2 separate regions of the Mus musculus genome follow, and region 2 is linked to region 1. The links are chromatin contacts, called in public Hi-C maps. All regions are on one chromosome and are shown on one strand. Each heading gives the region's core, a stretch centred on a gene start, on an enhancer-like site or on the middle of the called end of the contact. The rest is flanking DNA. Distances are from core to core; before and after follow the strand shown.

Region 1 (2,700 bases), core at 110-2,609:
AGAAATTAGGGAAACAACACCCTTCTCAATAGTCACAAATAATATAAAATATCTTGGCATGACTCTAATTAAGGAAGTGAAAGATCTGTATGATAAGAACTTCAAGTCTCTGAAGAAAGAAATTAAAAAAGATCTCAGAAGATGGAAAGATCTCCCATGCTCATGGATTGGCAGGATCAACATTGTAAAAATGGCTACTTGCCCTTGCTATATCTGACTGGAGCCTGTTCTTCCTGTGATCTTGGTTGTGGCAGAACTCCCCAGATTTCAGTTGTCTCTGTGATCCTGTGATCCTGTGATCCTGAGATCCTGTGATCCTGTGATCCTGAGATCCTGGGTGTGTCAGAGCTCCTGGGAGTCAAACTGCCTCTGGGACCCTGAGAGCATGGTGTGTCTAAACTCCTGTGATCTTTTGATCCAGTGATCCTGTGGTCCTGGGAGTGTTAGCGTGCCAGGGAGAGGATCTTCCTCTGGGACTTGTGGGATTGACTACAGAGGTCGTTCCCAAGGCCTCTCAGGTCACTGGCCCACAGACTGGAAAGAACCTGTGCCACTGGTCAGGCTGAATTCCTGGGTGCATGGTTCCTGCTGGTCCCAGTTACTTCGGGTGTTGGGATGTTGTGTCCTCCTCACCTCTGATCCTATGATCCTGGGAGTTTTAGAGTGCCTAGAAGTAGATCTTCCTCTGGGTGTTGTCGGATTGGTTGTGGAGTTCAGTCCCAAGGTCTGCTAGAGGCACTGGCCCAGACCGAAAGCTTCTTCCCCATTTTTGTTCCTACAGTTCTTTCATACAGGAACAATTCTGGGTCAGAGCTTTTGAGTGTGGGATGGAAACCTCATCCCTCCACTTGATGCCCTATCTTTCTACTGGAGGTGGATTCTATAAGTTCCTTCTCCTCACTATAGGACATTTCATCTAAGGTCCCTCCCTTTGATTTTAAAAAAGATTTATTTATTTTTACTTATATGAGTACACTGCAGCTGTCTCAGACACACACCAGAAGAGTGTATCGGATCCCATTACAGATGGTTGTGAGCTACCATGTGATTGCTAGGAATTGAACTCAGAACCTCTGGAAGAGCAGTCAGGGCTCTTAACTGATGAGCCAACACTCCAGTCCCCTCCCTTTGATTTTAATGACAATGAGTTATATTGCTTTAGGGAAGCTGCCTGAGTTATCTTTTTTCTGGACCAACAAATTACAACTGTACTTAGTGTGTTTAAAAGGACAATTACATTCCTAAATCTGCAATTTGAGCAAGGCTCAGTGGTTGCAGCTTATGCCTACTCTGTTCTGTGACTGCTGAGTGCTGGAGAGCTGTGGTTTAGCATTTCATGGAAGTATGTGCCTTTAGCAATATGATTACTGGCTAAGACATGAGTCAAGCCTTTCAGCTGACTCACTCATTCCATGTGTGACTCAATCCTGTGTTGTGGCTTTAAAATATTGTGAGTGAAATTAAAGGATGAGGAATGAGGGAGGGGAGAGGCTAAGAGTGAGAGAATCAGGGAATGCAGGCAAAGGGAGGAGGAAACCTGAAAGATGGTGGGGGAAGAAGGAAGAATGTGAATGAATGAATGAGTGAATGAATAAATGAATATGAACAAGCACAAGTGAGCAATCACAAACTGACCTCAATAGCATGTGATGTTGTCAAGCTGCTAGGTGCATTGGAACTATGCTTTAATACTTCAGAATTATATGACTTCACGTATTCTCACCTAAATATGCTTATATTTTATTTATATACCATATATGTAAAATATGCTGTGTTTTAGAGTATAATTTTAGATCCTATATTACCCTTCATATGTGTTCTTGAATTCTTTTATTCTATGATTTTTTTCACTGCTTCTTTTCCTTTCATAGTCTTGGCATAGGCAAAGACTATTGGTCAGTCATTTTGTAGCATATCCCTAGATTTGGGCCTGTCCGAATTTTTTTTTTTTAATTTTATGTATTCACTTTACATCTTTTTTTTTTTTTTTTAAAGATTTATTTATTTATTTATTGTAAGTACACTGTAGCTGTCCTCAGACACTCCAGAAGAGGGAGTCAGATCTCGTTACAGATGGTTGTGAGCCACCATGTGGTTGCTGGGATTTGAACTCCTGACCTTCGGAAGAGCAGTCGGGTGCTCTTACCCACTGAGCCATCTCACCAGCCCCCTCACTTTACATCTTGATTGCAGCTTCTCTTCCTTCTCTCCTTCCAGTCCCTACCCCTCATGTCCCCTCCCCTAAGCCCCCTTCCCTTTCTTCTCAGAGATGATGAGATATCCAATGTATATCAAGAAGACTTGGCAAATCAAGTTGCAGCAGGACTAAGCACATCATGTCCCATTGAGGTAAGACAAGACAGTCCGGTTAGAGGAAAGGGATCCAAAGGCAGGCAACAGACAGCCCCTTCTTCCACATGAAGACCAAGCTGCACATCTGCTACAAATGTGGAGAAGGCCTAGGTTCAGCCTCGGCATGCTTTTTTATTTTATTTTATTTTTATTTTTTGTGGTTCAGTATCTGTGAACCACCATGGATTCAGGTTAATTTATTCTGTAGATTCTCCTTGAGCCCTCTGGCTCCTTCAATCCTTCCTCGTCCTCTTCCACAAGATTTATGAAGCTCCACCTATTGTTTGGTGTGGAGCACCTGCATCTGTTTCTATCAGCTGGTGGGTGAAGCCTGTCAGAAGACAGTTA
Region 2 (2,700 bases), core at 24-2,523, 130 kb before region 1:
TAGGATAAAATTGTAATGGCATTGAAGTGGTGAGTACTTCTTGTTTTTTTTTTTAAATATTTTTAATCTAGTATAGGCATTTTCCTACCCCCAACACATTATTCATTGTACATGGCGTGCTGGTTAAGTGGGCCAATAGAAAATTTTCAAAAGCAAAATGACAAATTCAGATGAACCACAGGAGGTCAATTTTGCATCCTTGTGACTTGTCATTCTTTTATAAAAGAAATGTAAGTGTGAACCATATCCTTTTGTAACCATGGGAACTTCCAAAGAGAGAAAAATGGAAGGACATCATCATAAGGAAAACAATTACACTGCATTAGTCTGAGGAGAGTGATTTTCCCCTTGACTTCCTCCTCTCCGAATGGATACACTTCTGAAGGGCAGCAGCCTTTTCTTCCTCTTATCCATGGTTTAAAGTGACCTTGGCTTGTATTTCTAAACACAAACAGCATCATGTGAGGTGTTAGAAATATATGTGCCTTTTCTCTGGTGTAGCCATTCTGATTTGTCAATACTCATTTTTATTCCTGAACACCGAAGTTTGCCAGGCTTATATAAATAGTGCATTCCTTCTAAGTTTCCTTTTTAACAATTCCAAGCAAACACATTCCTGCAGGTCAGAGAGTGTGTTTGAGAAGACTATAGATTTATGACTTTGGAAATGGTATTGGTTTATTGGTTAAGGACGACTGGTTAGTGATTAGAGTTCTCCCAGTTTCTGGATGACAGGATTAGTAACTAAGTATTTTGATCAACTTGGATTTTCAAGAGATACAAAATTACTCTTAGTAGCCACACACATTTTCTACAAGTGCTAGCTTTTTAAGTGTTTTGGTTAAACCCTTCAAACTACAATATTGTTCTCTGTGCAGCTTGATTTCCTAAAGAGACACTGATTAAATGGTAGAGAAAGTCAGACATAATTGAAGAATGGAAGAAAAGCAGGGGGAGCTAGCCTAAGGAAAACAAGACAGCATCTTTTTTGCTCCTTGATATACATGTTCACTGGAGGAGAACCAAAAAGTCTTTAAAAATAATTATGGTAAATCAAAGGGAAATTAAATATTGGATCTCAGACTAGGGCTACAGCAACACACTGCTCTGACTCATATAGCAGCTGTTCTGCAAGTGGATTATTAACTGGGCATTTGAAGGAGTTTTTCTTTTTTAATGTGTGTGGAATTCTCTTTTGTGAGTCAAGGACTCTGTAGATTTAAAGCTGTGTTGTTTGGCCTTACTACCGTTGTCCAAAGTTTGCTGAGTTTTTCACCAAATACTCAGTATAGGCCTCCTATTCCTGCCTCACTCTCTTTTATTAGATGGATTGGGGCATGACTGCTGTAAGATCAGATTTCATAAATTATCCTCAAGCTTATTTAGTGCCTTACGTCAATGGAGCTTAAAGCATAGCCCATAAATTTTATCTTATTTAGCCCTAGAGCATCACTAAGAAGAAACTAGGAACTAAGGCTCAGCAGACAGAGAGTGCTCATGCCAAGAGAAATGGGAAAGCTTAGAATTGCTTGTCCAAGATCTCAGGGCATGGAAGGACAGGTTTTGTGCTTCGGGATACTGATCTTTGGATTAACTTGCATCTCTTAGAGTATCTTCTTTTCTAATATGTTTATTCCACCAGCATTTCTAAAATTGCTTATCATTTGGTAGCCACTGCCTTTGATATTTTTAGCATAATGTCACAGTACATCTTAAATTGTGGAAAACTGCATGATTGTTCCATGGAATAACATCTTTATCACTAGTGGCAATGCTTTATTGGTTTTAAGAAAGATGTTCTTGTACTGTGCAGTTTAAAAACAATCTATGTCATTACTATCAGACTGGTTTGGTTGTGATTTTTTTCCTTTGTGAAGCAATGAGAATCATTATTTTAAGGACAATAAAACATTTGTTGAAGGTTTTCTGTTGCTCTCCTTTTTTGCAATCCCAATCTATTATATATGTGGATATTCAGGTCTGCTTTAAAATATATTTGCCAGAAAACTGTGCAAGCCACTTCACCAAACTAAATTTCTTGCTTTGGGAAAGTAAGACTTAAATGTAGAAACTTTCTGTAGACAACGAGAGATTTGCAAGCTGGTCATTACATTCCTTCTAGAATATAAGTCAGCAGATGCGGTTTTATGGCCTTTGTAATAATATTCCTGCTGAGGGAAAGAGATGCCTCTGAGAAAATTATCTACTGGGGTAGGGCTGGTCTTACAAAAGTAATAATGCACAAGAGCATTCCTACTGAAGCAGAGAATCTCTATGTGCTGTTACTGTGCCTTAACAATACAGTCAATTTATAGTCATTCATTCGGCACATGATAACTGAGCATCCATTCTATTGAAATCACCAAGCCAGCTATATTTAGGAAGATAATATACAGTCTCTGGCTCCAGTAAGCTGTTTGGTTTAACACAGGAGATGGATATTGTAAATGGGTATAACTATACCACTGAGTAACATCTGATATTTTAAGTACATTAGAGTGTGGTTTGGGACACATGTAAAAATTATTCAGCTCTCCTATGATGGACATTATCAGTCTACCCTCTTCCAAGATTCCAACAAATTCCTTTGGCAAGAAGCACTAACTTACCTTCTTTGCACTTTTGTTTCTAATTGGTTATGGTTATCTAGATACATACCTTCATGCACTTGGGACTTCTTTGACCAATCCACTTTCAGTG

The links. A called contact is a pair of places that touch in the nucleus more often than the background predicts.
Region 2: a contact with region 1 is called in a Hi-C map of the C2C12 cell line, with 2.8 times the contacts expected there. The contact joins two enhancer-like sites. A contact is called at or near these places in 3 of 484 Hi-C or Micro-C datasets (the C2C12 cell line, adipose-derived mesenchymal stem cells and embryonic fibroblasts) and 1 of 9 other capture datasets (pancreatic islet).

The regions. Positions count from the first base shown.
Region 1 is chrX:157,027,785-157,030,484 of GRCm38.p6, reverse strand. No RefSeq gene overlaps it. Among named protein-coding and RNA genes, the nearest start is that of Gm52451, 230 kb to the left of the region's middle. Within about 2 kb of position 1,359, at least 29 of the 459 cell types and tissues checked have an H3K27ac peak or open chromatin away from gene starts, as enhancers often do. A contact at or near this core is called in the C2C12 cell line, where this site is marked.
Region 2 is chrX:157,161,299-157,163,998 of GRCm38.p6, reverse strand. It overlaps Phex (phosphate regulating endopeptidase homolog, X-linked), which reads left to right. Exons shown (of 22, transcript NM_011077.2): 22 at 1-1,924. Among named protein-coding and RNA genes, the nearest start is that of Gm52451, 98 kb to the left of the region's middle. Within about 2 kb of position 1,273, at least 1 of the 459 cell types and tissues checked has an H3K27ac peak or open chromatin away from gene starts, as enhancers often do. A contact at or near this core is called in the C2C12 cell line, where this site is marked.